Linked DNA regions of Sus scrofa: region 2 is linked to region 1. Evidence: chromatin contacts called from public HiChIP or PLAC-seq data. All regions are on one chromosome and are shown on one strand. The core of a region is the stretch at or near the end of the contact, and the rest is flanking DNA. Distances in the headings are between cores, read along the strand shown. Region 1 has its middle 410 kb from the start of CD180. Region 2 has its middle 290 kb from the start of PIK3R1.

Region 1 (7,740 bases), core at 3,016-5,515:
TATTTCTGTTAAAAATAGATACAGAGATTAGTTGTGGATAAGTCTTGTTAAGCTTGGAATCTGGGTTGATTTTCCACGAGGGTTCTGGGTGTTCTGAGGCTTGTGACAGATTACAGAAATATTTGGGGATTAAGGAGCTCATCAAATCCAGGAAAAAAGCGTGGCCTTTAGGGATAACCCCCCCAAATACACACACACACACACACACACATATATATATACACATACCTGTATACATATATTGTGTGTGTGCACACATAGACACATGCATATAGAGAATAATTAATTTTCACAAATGTATATCTCATCCACTTCCATGGGAGAAGAAAGCTATATTCTGAACCATGCCCACTGAAGCAACAGGCCAAGAGGAAGTGTTCTCAATGGCCATGTTAGAACTGGGCTCCCTTGCAGGTAAAAAAAGAAACGTCCTGGCCTGAGTTCTAATCCTGTCTCTTACAACTTAGTTGGCATGTGGACTATTCGAGTTAGTCTACTTCAAAGAGCCTCATTCCTTCAACCTCAAGGGGGTATAGGGAACAGTGTGAGGATAGATTTCCTAGTGCAAGATAAACTTTTAAAATCACATTTGATTTAAAAAATAATAATAAAGAAAACCCCAAATGAAGAAATCTACCTCTACTTTTACTGTACAAAATGAATTTTTGGTTCTTGCCTCCTCTGTACCTCCAAGGCGAGTACTGCTTCAGTATCCATTTACTATTCCTGTTTCAGTAATTTTTTATGGACTCAACACAGGAAGATGTGGTAGTCTTCAAAGAGAGAGTCTCTCTTTCTCTCACTCTGCCTCTTTTTCTCCACCATGTGAGAACTCAGTGAGAAGGTGCCTGTCAGCAAGCCAGGAAGAGAGGTCTCACCAGGAACCTAATCAGCTAGTCCCTTATTCTTGGACTTTCCACCCACCAGAACTGTGAGAAATAAACGTCTATTGTTTAAGCCACTCAGTCTATGGTATTGTGTTGTAGCAGGCCAAACTGACTAAGACAGTTGGGGAGAAAAAAAAAAAAAAAAGCCAACCTATTTTATGGAGTCTTAGGTCTCAAATGAGACTACATGAAATCTCTGCAGGTTTTCAATCACTAAACAAACTGTAAGTACTGTGTTAGGAACTAGAGAGATGTAAAAATGAACCAGCCACAGACCTTGACCTCAGAGAGTTCAGTTTACTAGAGGCATATAAGACTGATATATAACCAACTGTGATACGAAAGAGAAAGGGCCACATTCATTCATTTTTCACTCATTAATTCATTTTACAAATATGTATTCAGCATCTACTGTGTACCAAGCACCATTCTAGATTTGGGGCAGCAGTAAACAAAAGAAATTCCTTCTGAGTCATAGAAGCGGTCAGTAAACAAATACATACACTTTAAATAATATATCCAGTGGCAGGAAGTGCTTTGAACAAAGATAAAGTAAGGCAATGGATAAAGAATGATGAGGGAGACGTGGCTCCTTTTTACAACGTGATGAGAAAAGACCGTCAGGTCATCTGAATGGAGGGTCTATCTGATAAGGAATATTTGAACAGACCCTTCCATGAAGTGAGCATATAAGCTGAACAGGTTCCTTGGAGGAAAATGTCCCAGGCAGTGAGAACAGCAAGTGCAAAAGTCCTGAAGCAGGAATTTTAGTCATAAAAAAGTTTCCTCGAACAGGCTCTGGGTATTTAGAGGTTCTGCTAAAGAAGAGGCTCGTAAAAAAAGCACCACATACTTACACGGTATTTTATACTTTCCACTCCTCTTCTTTTACTTAGATCATATCTCATCAGTTTTTATCCATAGGTACATATTTATAATTATTATCCACTCCTCAAAGAAAATCATAAATGATCACATTTCCATTTTCTACAAACAAAATAAAAGGACATTTTTATTAGCCATTCCTTTCCATTTCAGATTATTTTTATCATCTTCAGGCACAGGATAGACTGTAGTTAAGAACCTGTACTTTGGAGTTAGGCAGATAGCAGTTCACATCCCAGTTCAACTGGTTACTAGATTTCTGACCTTGAAGATGTTGCTTAGGCTTTTGGAACCACAGTTTCTTTATTTGTAATGTGGAAATAATAATATCCTAATAAATTTGTTGTGAGAATGGGATGTTTGGGATTTTACACACATATACATACACAGAGCATTTAGCACAATATCTAACATAAAGTAAATAATTCACAAATAATTGTTTAAAATTATTATCTGTTGAAGGTGGTACTCTTTTTTATCTGTTGAAGGTGGTACTGAAATATTGTTCACTGATGCTATCATTTTCCACACTCTATTGAAATATTCACAAATGTCAAACTATAAAGTTAAAAGCTGTATAAAATGTTGATAAAAGCTATATAAACTTATAATCTAAATGTCACACTATGCACAATATACCCAAGTGAATGGAAGAGAGAGTATGAATGGAAGTAACAAGAATAAGTATTTACAACTCTTTAGTTCATAAAAGGGGCTTTCAAAGACATTAATCTGTTTACTCTTTGATCATAAACCTATAGCCTGAATATTATTTATCTTCCCCATTTTACAGATAAAAAATAATAGCTCAGACAGGTTGAATGATTTTAGCTAAAATCAAACAGCTTGTAAGTGGCGAGGCTGAAACTCATATTAGGGTCTCTTGATTCCAAGTGCCTGGAGGTGGTTACTGCGGCAACTGATGCCCGAGAAATCCTAGCGAGACTGGAAAAACTTCCAAGTGATTAACTGAGTTGGTTGCAGTATGGGCCTCCCTCCTATTTGTGGATTTTGCTTTATTATTGAGGATTATTAAATAAAGTTACCTAAGCCTCTTCACAAAGCTTCAAAAATTCCTAGTTATGAGACAGCTAATGCACTACACAAGTTTCCTTTCTAATGGATTTCAGAGGATCCAGAATTTAAACAGCTTCATTGGAAAAAAGGTCCCTGTGTTGTTTAGGATCATTTGATCACTTGTCTGGGCTCTGCAAAGATGGGTAGGACTTGTCTTACCCATCTTTACATTCCAGGGCCCAGCAAAGAGCCTGGCACACAGGAAGCAACCAGGCGGGGTTTGAGCACCAGGCTGAAGGCTCTGTGATGATTAATTTGGGCTATAGCATCACCAGCTTAGCTCTGCTTTTTAATGCAGTGAATAGACTAGACATCAGCTGTCAGGAGGAAACATGGGAACTTTTCAGTTTTTAGTTCTCAATCCAAGCCACTTACCTGGACAATGAGACAAAAGATCCCTCCAGCCTGTGCTCCTCCCATCATTTCTCCTGTCTTTCTGATCCCTTTTTCAGAAAGATCTTTTTTTTTAGGAGCCTGAGCCAGAGCTACAAGTCCTATTTGCCTCAATAGAGAAAATAATTTTAAAACAAGGATGTTGATTCATCTTCAGCTTTGAATCCTGAATATCAGTGCTAACTTAAACCTTCCCCATGCATAAGAGTGGCATTGACTGAGACTGGTGAGAAGGTGGCAATACCACCAGCTTGGAAAGGAGCCTCACTGGGTTGCAGTCTCTACCCTGTAAGGTAATATAGGCTGAATGTATTGACCATCTCATGTAGAGATCACTTTACACACATTATTCTCTTTAATCCTCAGTGGAAGATCCCCATTCTTATTCTCATTTTCCAAAGAAGAATGTTGGAACAGAGAAGTGAATTGACTTGCCCAAGGTCAAAGAAAGTAAGTGGCAGATCTGGGATGAAACACAGCAATTGGACTTCAGAACCTATGATTTTAATTGGATGATCTTTGGCAAGTGAATGATCCTCTTAGTTCCTCTGTTTCCTCATTGGTAAAATGAATAGAGAAAGAACTAGTTCCTTAGATGGTTAGGAAAAGTCCCTAAGATCATGCATGAATAGCACCTGACACTGAGTAGGCATGTAAAATATGTTAGTTCCTTCTCTTCCCTTGAATAACCTGAGATGGAAGAGTGTCACCTCTTGAGCAACCCTTTAGAAATATAAAGCTAAAATTAATCCAGACCATGCCAGAGCCAACGACAATAAAGCTGATTTGTTCAGACTTATTATTTAGTTTCAATAAAAGACCTGTCTCCAGTTTCCTGGGCAGACCCACAGAGCCAACCCAAACTGAAAACACACGCAGCCATTGCAAACTCATTGTTGAAACATGACAGACACTTCAGGAACCAGGAAATTCCTTATTGAAATGACTTGCTTCTTAGCCAAAGCAGTGATGGTTAAACAATACAGCCGTGCAGCTGTGGCCTTCAGGGCGCACAGTGGGGCTTCACACTCCTGGGGCGAATGGAAACACAGGGACACGCTTGCCAGCTGGCACTGTCGCTCCAGGGACAAGATATGCATGGCTTCGCCTTCCAAGTCGAGAGCAATTGCTGGCAGTACACTGTGAGCATGTCAAGTTAAGGGAATATTTTTTTAAAGGCCCATCACTGTTTTTCTTTCTTTAAATGGTAGCCACCAAAAAGTTATGCAAACACTTCAGCTGTGGAATATTTAATCTGACATTTGGCGTGGCTCCCTTGTTGATCCAAGACGTGAAGTATGCAGTATATGCCTTGCAGTTGTTTCATTGCTCACTTAAAAAAAGATAAACCAGATACAACATTTTAATTTTACTTCTCCTCAGTTTTAACTGGGTTGCTACCAGGATCTGTTTCTGATTCCCAAGAAATAGGATAACAATTATGAATTGCAGCCCATAAGAGGAATAGCTCATTTAACAGGTTGGTGGATTTAATCCTTTAAAAAATTTTTTTTGGGTCCTGCTAAAAGCTTTAGGAATCCCTGTGGTTTTCTCCAGGGTTTGACAGTTCTTTTCCTCCAGTCTGGTGTTACAGGGCTTCACATGCTCTCATGGAAACATTGCCAGAACTGTCCTCTGGTTGTCTTTGTCATTGGGTTTTTAGCATGAGGAGAACACTAACCCTGCCCATTCACGTGGGACATGCATCCTAGCTGCATCGGAACTTGTATCAGTGGAAGCTTACTCACCCAGCTCCTCCTTCTTTAACTGTCCCACAGATAGATGTGTTTTCCTAAAAGAGGAAATTCCCTTTGAATATCGGTCACATGGCTTCTGGTCAAGGAGAACAGAAGACCATTGCCACTGCTCTGGAAATACAGGGATCCTAAAAAGCCTAGTTAGTGGGCAGTTCACATTTTGTACCATGTGGAGGGAAGGATGCAGGACTGGCCAACATTCCAAAGGGAAGGAGAACCTTTCCAAACGTTCCTCTGCTGAAGCGTTAGAACAGTTGTTAGTGTAAACAAACATAATTCCTCAAGTCCCATCCTTCCCGCAGGTGGGCCAATAGGTTAAAAAACACTAGAAGACATGGTAAAGGGTAGTCTCTTCCATCATTCTCCTCCGCTTGCATGCTCATTGTTATAACAACACTGACTTAAACATCAGGGCACTCTCACTTGGCTCCAGGCAATGGCATCATTCTGCTTCAGAGAAATGCTGAAACAGTGCTCATCTTATACAGAGTGATAGGTTGAGGAGAGAAAAGAATCAAATGGCAATGCTTAAAAAAGTAAACTGGAGACAGACGACCCTGGATGTTTCCTTGGTTCTGATTCAAGTTCTCAAGTCCCGATCCAAATAAAAATATATCTTTATTTCCAGTGGAAAATTCAAAGAACACAAACCTGAGTCTTAAAAGCCATGTCTCAGTTTTATGGTTTTAGAGCTTGAAGGATTCAATTAGGTGAGAAGGAAGCTTCTCAACCTCAAAAAATCTGAGCCCAGAGATGAAATATGCTTACAGGCAGGGAAATGCTAAAAGAATGGGCCTTTTTAGCAGGTATAAAACAGAATTATATGTTCTGATTATCAATTTGGATTAAAAATATCTGCATGTAAGTACTATTAATGGGATTTTTCAAAGATTGTGGGATAACAGGCAATTTTAACTTTCTCTTTACATTTTTTTCTCTCTTTCCTCCCCTTCTTCCCTCTCTCTCTCTTTTATAGTTTTTGACATTGAATCTTTGTTTGTTATGTAAATGGAAAAATGGCAATTAAAAATGCATTCTGTCAAAATAGTAATAATAAAATCTAAAAGACAGATGTCTTTCTCACCTTTACATAGTCTCAGAATTTTGTTATTTACAGACGACTCATGTAGAAACTCTCTTTTATTATAAGTAATAAAGGAGTAATTTGACCAGGATCTATTGGATGGATTGTTGTGTTTCTGGGGAGCCATGGCAAAATAATCAGAATTTATCCTTGAAGAGAGAAAGCATTCCTTTGATAGCTATTATATTTTGAAAAATGCATTTTTTCTCTGAGGATCTAGTAGTGTACCTTTGCTGGAAGTATGCTAGTGAGTCCTGAAATGAGGTCAGTCTGCTTGTTCTCATTGCAGTGAGATGTTCCAGGTCAGGAAAGTTTCCAGAAACCCTTCTAACAGAGGGCAAGATTCTCAAGCTCTTGGTCCACTTTTGTTTTTCAAGCTTTATTCACATGAGGAAGAATTAATATCATGTTCTTATAATACATCAATTATAATTAAAATTAGAGATATACTCAACTCCATAAGCCAAGAATATTTCCTAGAAATTACTTCCTGAAGTTTTCTCAAAGTGTTTTCAGTGGTGAAGTGTCTTCAAGGAGGATGGTAGGGCATTTCTCAGCAAATAATTGGCAAGCAGTGCAGGGCGTTGCAAGTTCCCTTTGGTTTCTGAAAAGGTAACTTACTGTGGACGTTGAGTAACTCTTTAGGGTTTAGGACATGGAGCCATGAAGACGTACACGCTGAGCCCCGTTGACTGGGGGTAGTTTCTGGAATCTCTGCTGAGAGGGAGTGGGAGGAGCCGGCTCAGTGCGGATGCTCAGACCTGATGAGTAATATCTGCCCTGTGTCTCGGGGCAGCAGTGTTGGTGGCACAGTTGGCTTTAAATTGTCTATCCTGTTCTAGTATTTGACTAAATGAGTTTCTAGTGATTCACGTAGTGTTTTCCCACAACATTTAGTTGGACAATATCTTGGCATACCCTAAGGGCTACTGAATCTATTCCTTTCTTCCTGCTTGTTTGACTGCTTTTGTTCATGCCAGGAGCTTCAACAGACCCCTTGTTCGTAATTGCACACCTGAAGCTCTTTGTTTCATGGAGTCTGAGAACAGGAAAGCAGCTTAGGGACCTGTAATATTACCCCCTTATTTTACAGATTGAGAAGCTACTGGGGAGATAAAATGACTCACCCAAGGTCACACAACTAATTAAGTTCAAGGGCAAGACTAGACCCATATCACCGTACTCCTCATCCAGTGTTACTACTCCATAGACTTTTTCGCCAGACCATGATCAAAAACTCTTGTAAGAGATTTAATAATTAAAATAGATGATGCCCTTCCAGAAGGACACACTGCAGAGCATTCCCACAGCTTCTATGTTCTTTTCTTTTTTTTATGATGCCCTCAATTCATATTTGATCTTAAAAGAAAGTGAAAGGGGTAGAAACTAGAGATTTATAGATCACAAGAATGCTATTTTTAATAACTTACCTTTACTTGTGCATTTCCCCCAGCCCCACAGCACTCTACCATGCAGAGGAGGTTTTAAAGCAAGGTGATTGTACGGAAGCAGTGTAAAAGCATCTCTTATTATCTTTTGCCATTGGATTATAAAAGCTTTCTTATTTATATAGAGAGGTTGCAGTGTATTCAATATATGCAGTGGAAACCTTAGAGAAATGACTAAAACTGAATTCCTATAGAAAAAATGAATTCCT
Region 2 (7,740 bases), core at 2,289-4,788, 150 kb after region 1:
ACTAAGCACAGAAGATACAGCTAGCAAGTTTGTTGATATGTGACTAAGGAACCAAGGCAAAGTCCCCCACAACAAAGTTCTCACCTTCTTTGGCAGGACACTGTGGCATGTCATGGATAGCTAGGGGCAGAATTACAACCGGCTCCCACAGCAACTGCTTGTAAACTGCAGCAAGAGGCTGTTGCCAGTAAGAATGCATTGCAAATAGACCTTATCCTTCCGTGGTGCTCCCACCAACGTCACTGTTTTAGAGCAGTGGTTCCCAACTTCACCTCCTCAGATGATACTCAACAGCATCATCTGGGAGCTTTTATTATTATTTATTTATTTGTTTTTCATTACTTAAAGAATTTTATTACATTTATAGGTGTACAACAATCATCACAATCCAATTTTATGGCATTATCATCCCAAACACCCCAGCATATCCCCCCACCCCCTAACCTGTCTCTGGGGAGCTTTTAAAAATGTAGATTTCTAGACTCCACTCCAGACCAGTTGAACAGGACTCTGGGAGATTTAGGCATCTGTATTCTAGTGGGTGGCAAGGAGTGGGAACCATTGCCTTAGAGAAGTGAATCTCAAGCTGGAGTGGGCGTCACAAACCCATGGAGAGCCTGTTAAAAGCCAGGATGTTGGACTCCCTGCCCCTCACCCCTACTGCCAGAGTTTCTGATTCATTAAATCTAGGGTGGGAACCAAGTATCGATGCCCTTCAACCAAAGACCACCAGGAAGTCACCTATGGTTAAATAAGTTGGATTGATTATTCCCCACAGCGAAAGGGAACAGGCCATGGGGAACTATAGGTGTGTCTGTCAGAGGATGTTGGAAAGATCCTATATAAGATTTGGGCTTCGGTTCAGTGATTTGAAGGGAGCTTTAAGCAGGTGGGAGTGTGCTCTAAGTTGGATGCTGTCAGAGAACAGAGGCAATTCTATGAGCGGTTATCTCAACAAGTTTTATCTTTAAGGAGGAGAGACTCACAGGAGAATAAACTGTAATTGGTACAGAAATGGCAGACGCTTATTTTGGCCAAGGGAGGGGATGTTTAATAACTTGTGGGCTTGCACGATGACCTTGTTTTTGTCTGTGTTCAGATAAATTTATGAAATGGCCTTGTTTTGTCTCATTTTATCATGGTCTCAGAGTAACCTTGCATGTGGTTCTGTGAGATTGCTTCTGTTCAGTAGGGGAATAACATGGCCCACTGGGAGCACCAGGCCAGCTTTCCAATGTCGTACCCACCTCCCCCTTTTTCCTTTCTCACAAGTTCCAGGTGATGCTGATACTACTGGTCCAGAGACCATCAGACTTTGAGAATGATTGTCTGAGAGGATAAAGAGACCTGAGACCTATGTTTGGAAAAGGCACAAAATAAATATGCATGAACATTAAAGAGCCAGGACCCAGAATTTCAAGGGAACAACAAAATAAAATCAGAATAATATATCCTGGGAGATAGTGTAGCTTGGGAAACTGAGTCCAGCAAGACGAGCGCAATACTCCAACTTTAAGGAAGGATGAGGCTAGTGTCATCTGGTTGTGCCCTTCCTCTCAGCTCCCAGTTGCCTTCTTGACCAACTTCCTGCTCAGGGCCTTTGTGCCTACTGTTTTCTTTGCCTGGTAATGGGCCCATTTTGACCTCATTCTTATTCATCCTCTATGTATCCTTTTTTTAAAAAAATTATCATTGATTTATGATGTTGTGCTAATTTCTGCTATACAACAAAGTGACTCAGTCATACATATATATATTCTTTCTTTTTTAAATGTATTATTTCTCTTCTTGGTCTATCCCCGAAGAGTGGATAGATATAGTTCCATGTGCTATACAGTAAGACCTCATTGCTTATCCATTCTAAATGTAATAGTTTCCATCTGCTAAAACAAAACTCCTAGTCCATCCCATTCCCTCCCCCTCGGCAACCACAAGTTTGTTCTCTGTGAATCTGTTTCTGTTGTATAGATAACTTCATTTATGCCATATTTTAGACTCAACATATAAGTAATATCATGTTTTGTTTGTCTTTCTCTTTCTGACTTACTTCACTTAGTATGAGAATCTTTAGTTCCATCCATGTTGTTGCACATGCCATTATTTTGCATTTTTTATGACTGAGAGCATTGCATTGTGTATATGTACTACATCTTTTTAATCCATTCGTCTATTGATGGATATTTAGGTTGTTTCTATGTGTTGGTTATTGTGAATAGTGCTGCTATGAACATAGGGGCACATGCATCTTTTTGAATTACAGTTTTGTCCAGATCTATAGCCAGGAGTGGGATTGATGAATCATATGGTAGCTCTGTTTTTAATTTCCTAAGGAACCTCCATATTGTTTTCCATAGTGGCTGCACCAGCTTACATTCACACCAACAGTGTAGGAAGGTACCTTTTTCTCCACACCTTCTCTAGCATTTATTACTGTAGACTTATTAATGATGGCCATTCTGACCCATGTGAGGTGGTACCTCAGTAGTTTTGATTTGCATTTCTCTAATAATTAGTGATGTTGAACATTTTTTTATGTGCCTGCTGGCTTCTTTGGAGAAGTGTCTATTTAGGTCTTCTGCCCATTTTTCAATTGGGTTGTTTGTTTTTTCTTGTTATGTAACCTTTTAAAAAGTCCCTTCTTCAGAGAGGCCTGGGCAGAGCCCACCACACACAGTAAATCATTTTCCCTCTTAATCACCCTCTCCCCTTTATTCCATTTATCAATCATGATTTATAATGCAATGTTTATTCTGATGATGGTTGATTTCATGTCTGTCTCCCCCACTAAACTCTGAGCTCCATGTGAGTAGAGACGATGCTTAATTTGCTCATCACTGTTTTGTTCCCTTACAGTACTTTTCTGAGAGACCCACTCCCAGCATGCACTGAATCACAGATGAGTCCCTGTTTGCCTTTATACAGTTCAATCCATCCTGCATATTTAGGACTTCCCTGGCGGAACAGCAGGTTAAGGATCTGATGTTGTCACTGCTGTAGCTCAGATCATGGCTGTGGTATGGGTTCCATCCTTGGCCCTGGGAACTTCTGCATACCTTGGGTACAGCCAAAAAAGAAAAAAAAAAAATAAGAACCACATATTGCTTCTTAAAAAAATTATTTATAGCTTTAGCTTGTCAATGCCATTCTTCTCTGTTTTTCGTTGCTTATATAGATCCTATCAAACACTTCATATTTTTCTTTGATTACTTCAGTGCAAATATAAAGAGTTTGATGAAATCTACACAAGCAAAGAAACTTGTTTCTCATCTGTCAAATCACTCTTTGTTGTCAAACTCTCCCTCTCTTGATTCAATATGATGGTGGCTCTTTTAGCTGGCTTTTTATGAGAGCTAGTAGGGATTAGCTTTAAAATAAAAATTTTCCTTCAGGCTTTTCATTTGTTTGAGACATTGCTCGGGTTTGTTGTTTCAATTAAGTGTCCTGACACACTTCCCTTAACCCTTCTTCTGGGGCTGGGCTTGCTACAGCAGCCTTCTTGGCTGTAGATTCAGGACAAGAGAAGAGATTTTTGCCAAGAATGAGATCCAACAGAGCCTCAAGAGTTTTAAATTTCAGCCAAACTGGGTCCTGTTCAGATCTGGTTTAGCTGGCTCCTGGATTCTGAATGCAAATGCTTCAAAATGCTCATAAAATGGTAACAGAAGACTCTGTGGACATCAAATAGCACTCACTGAATATCACTTTAATGAGTTAAGTGAAATGAAACAGGAACATATGGATTCCATTGTCCTAAAAATACACAGGGGTTTAAAATAAAGGCAAATAAATAAGTTCCTTGGTGACATGTGTTTTGGGGTTTGCTGAACCAAATAGATTGGAAAGTTCTCCAAGACATTTACCGAGTCTAAGATGCAGCTGGTTTCACCCACTGCCTCATGTGTGGTCAGTGACTTGGTATCCCTTGCCTTCCCTTGTAGTCTCAAAGCCATTTGCTCTTCTCCTAAGGTGGAGCCAAGGTCACTGTCATTCATATATATAGATGGGAACAAACTCCATGTTCCCTGAGCCTCAGGGAACATGTGTTCCACAATCAGAAAGAAGAGCTTCTTTTCCTCTACCCCTTCTCATGTCCCATATTCTCTTCCAAAGTCTTGCCTCTTCCCCGAACTAGACCAGAGGGGTGAACCGTAGGCATCCTAGGTGGAGCTGGGCTCCAATACAGGCCTGCAAGCCTCAAATATTCAAATTGGGTTGATTGTGATGATTCCTATAGGCCACTGTAGGACCCAGACTCCTGAGTGTTCTTTAGTTTTAGACTCTTTTGACCAAGTGTGTGCTCTGCTGCCAAGAGAGCCTCCCCTTGTCTGCTCCTGCCCTTGGGCACCCGTCCTTGCAAATGGGAAAAGGGCTTTCTTCCATAATTTCCTGTTAGCTCAGAGGCTTGAGTGGGAGAAGTAGGTAGACTGTCATTTTCCCTCCAACTGTTCTCTTCTTTTAGACTTTTTGTGTGAGTGTGGGCTTTATGTGCCTGTGGTATATACATAATATACTTTACCACAACAATAAAAAACGGTTCTGCTGCCTTTGTCTCAGGCACCCATCCCAGCAGAGAAAGCCTTTTGGCCCTATTCTGTAGGCTGTAAAAATCACTGGCTCCAACTTCAGAAATATTATTGCCACTTCTTCTGGAAAGGTAAAATGGACATTTGGGGATCTCTAGACATTTCTAAGCATCTGACTTCCTCATGACTCTTTAGCACTCACATCCAACAAATAACTCTCTCCCAGGCTGGAGCCAAGAATCAAGAGCTTCTGTGCACAGTGTGATCCTCAGAAAAGCCTTTGGGCAGAGCGTCCCCTGCTTTGCTTTCTTCCAGGTGAACTACCCAAAGCAGACAGGGACCTTTCCTGTCTGAAGTGACTGCAGAGAGGCAGCCAGTGCACACTGGGATGTCACGTACAATTTGTTTGGCTATGGGGGTGGGTCATTCATCTTATGGGAAAGAAGTGGCTTAGATTTCTATGCTGTGTTTTGGTTTGGTTTTTCCTGCTCTCATCTTTGCTCCTTCTGCTCAACTATTTCTTGTTCCTGAATGCTTTGTGGCTTGTTTTAAAAATATATATCAGGGTTTTTCTCAGTTCAAGAGAATGAGGGCATGGGGGAAAGGGTGCCAGAATATTATCTAGGGAATAAAATGTTGGCTGAGATGGACAAGAGGAGGCCAGTTTATCACTCAGGGGAAAGTCAAGAATGATTTTTTGATCCTGGAGTACTGACCAGCTGGTAGAATAAGAGTCATGTTCCATTCTTGTCAGAAGCAGCTAAGAAAGGGATCAAGAATGTATTAAAAAAGCAGAATAGGTTTCCCTCACTGTGTTCCCTGTAGCCTCTTTGTTCCAGTCTCAGACCTTGTTCAGCAAATAAAAGGGAGATTTGAATGCTGGGATTTAAAGGGAAGCCTGGTCCTCTCTATTTAGTATATGGAGGAAAGAGCTGAGAATATTTTTTCTTGACATAACATGATCCCTGTCAGGCTGCTCTTCAATAAGGCAGGGTGAGAGCTCCTGGGGTGAAAGCCTGCCACACACGAAAATGTATGTGGAGGTTCCTAGCACTACCTCCATGCACTGCCAAGCTTTCCAAGGTCTCTCAAGGTTTTCAGAGGGATATTTGCATAATCTACACCCACCGTTTTCTTTCTTTTGCTGTTGTGTGTGTACAACTGCAGCAATTCCCTTACCCCTCACTCTCATTTTCCAGTTGTGCATTATGCTCATAGCCAATACCAAATTCAATTATGGTGAAAAAATGAAAAATGAAATTTAATTTAACCAAGGAAGCGGTTGGCTTTAAGACTACAAAAATGGGCAACTTTGTGTACCCCCTGTACACAATCTGAGAAAGCCTTAAAATGTTCTTTTTATTGCAATTCAAAGGATGACTAGACAAGATTCACCAGGGAACATTTGGGGGAGAATTATTTCTTGGTTGGTGGTGGGAGGGGTGACCTCATCAATTTCTTCCATCGCTAATATTTATGACTCTTTATGAGAACATTGGCTTTATAGGATTTTGACCCAGGGTAAGTTGGCGTTCTTTGTGGGGAAACCATTTACATAGCCACATAGTCCCGTGAAATGCTTGATGCAGCCAGATTGCATACATGATGAGTGACAAAGCAGACTCGATTTCTCAGTAAACACATCTGCCTTCACAGTTGTTTTTCTTTGCCTGAGCTCTGGTGACCTTTTGAGAAATGACTATGTAACCATTGAAAGTAGGGGTGAAAGGATAGTCTTCATCCTTTTGTTTTGCATTACCACTTCTCCCCCTTCCTTAAATAAGGTGAAGTAACCAGGTTTCACCTCTAAAACCTGCAAAAGCATCAAATCTGTCTCTAACACCCTGCCACAGTATTGCTTATCTTTCTTTGTGTTGTTGGTTCATCACATCAGCATGAGTATGGCAAGAACATAAACTCTCCAACTCAATGATATTATAAACCTGTTTGCCTTGATGCACCTGCCTCTGAGTCTTATCAAGCCCCTTTCCAGAATTTTCTTTATGTAGTTTCTTCATAGATGGCCATCATGTTTAGTCTAATTTATCTGTCCCTCATAAATCCTCTTATCTATCTTCTTTCTTTGTAGAGCATGCCCAGGTTTTGTCTAACCAACCTAACTCACTCTGCCCTGTTTTCTGGGAGCTGCTACTTCTTCAACACCCCACTCACATTTTTACAAGCGGCGCAGCTGGACCATGACCTCACCCCATCCACTACATCCACCTTCAGACACTGTCCATTAGTCAATAGTGGGCACCTGATTCAACCTGAGCCAATTGAAAACTCTCTCTGGAGAAGTGGAATTCCAACCTTTGTCATGCTGGTCCTCTAAACAGAGGAGGTATAATATAGTAAACTGTTGGCTATTGAGTCTTGTAGGGAAGAAGAGAATTTTCTACCACATTGGGAAGAAGAGAAAGCTGATCTACAGGTATAAAACGGATAGATTGGGAGAAAGGTAAATGAGATAAAACTTGGAGAAAGTTGCCTCTGGGATTCCCATGGTCTCCCTTTTAAAGCTTGGCTGTGTGCTTGCCCTTGGGCTCAGTGAATTAGTCTTGTAGTATAATATTTTTTTTTCCCTCTTATGAAGACATTTCCTAGAATTAGCTTCAAAGAATGTAATTAATCCATCTTGCAAACAAAAAAACCCCTGTGCCATGGCAGGTCTCATGGCTGGACCTATGGTTTTGAGATCTGTACACTTTAGGTTAGCAAAAACATGCTTTTAAGGGGCCACTTTCTTCATCAGAGAAGTGATAATTTTGCATAAACATTGAAAGGCTTGATAATAAAGTCCAAAAAAATTGCAGGATATATTCATATTTCTAAGGTTATGTGAGCTATGGGAATTTAACATCTAAGCTCAGGTTCTAATTTTCTCTGGCTATGAAGTGACATTCTGTATGTGAGAGTTCCATCTTCGGTGGTGAGTTCATCTTTTACTACCTTTCATCAGGGCAGATTATGGTGCACCAGGTACGTACTTCTCTATACTAGGAGGGGTCAAGTAGATAATTAATGAGAATTAACCTGTAAAAAGGAATAAAATCTCCAATTTGAGTCCTGGTTTACGACGTGGTTTATGATGCAAGTGTGAAACTTCAAAGGGAACTAACTCAATGTGGCACTTTAATTGCATTTTATTATATTTAAGAAGTTTATGGAAATTTTGCTTGCTGCCAAGAAATAGTTTTTGAGAACACTCTCCTCC

The links. HiChIP or PLAC-seq counts read pairs in DNA pulled down with a chosen protein or histone mark.
Region 2: a contact with region 1 is called in an H3K27ac HiChIP or PLAC-seq map of skeletal muscle. The contact joins two enhancer-like sites. A contact is called at or near these places in 2 of 47 Hi-C or Micro-C datasets (liver and skeletal muscle) and 1 of 2 datasets of contacts at active chromatin or transcription factors (skeletal muscle).

The regions. Positions count from the first base shown.
Region 1 is chr16:45,996,971-46,004,710 of Sscrofa11.1, forward strand. No RefSeq gene overlaps it. Among named protein-coding and RNA genes, the nearest start is that of CD180, 410 kb to the left of the region's middle. Within about 2 kb of position 4,266, at least 16 of the 83 cell types and tissues checked have an H3K27ac peak or open chromatin away from gene starts, as enhancers often do. A contact at or near this core is called in skeletal muscle, where this site is marked.
Region 2 is chr16:46,145,638-46,153,377 of Sscrofa11.1, forward strand. No RefSeq gene overlaps it. Among named protein-coding and RNA genes, the nearest start is that of PIK3R1, 290 kb to the right of the region's middle. Within about 2 kb of position 3,539, at least 8 of the 83 cell types and tissues checked have an H3K27ac peak or open chromatin away from gene starts, as enhancers often do. A contact at or near this core is called in skeletal muscle, where this site is marked.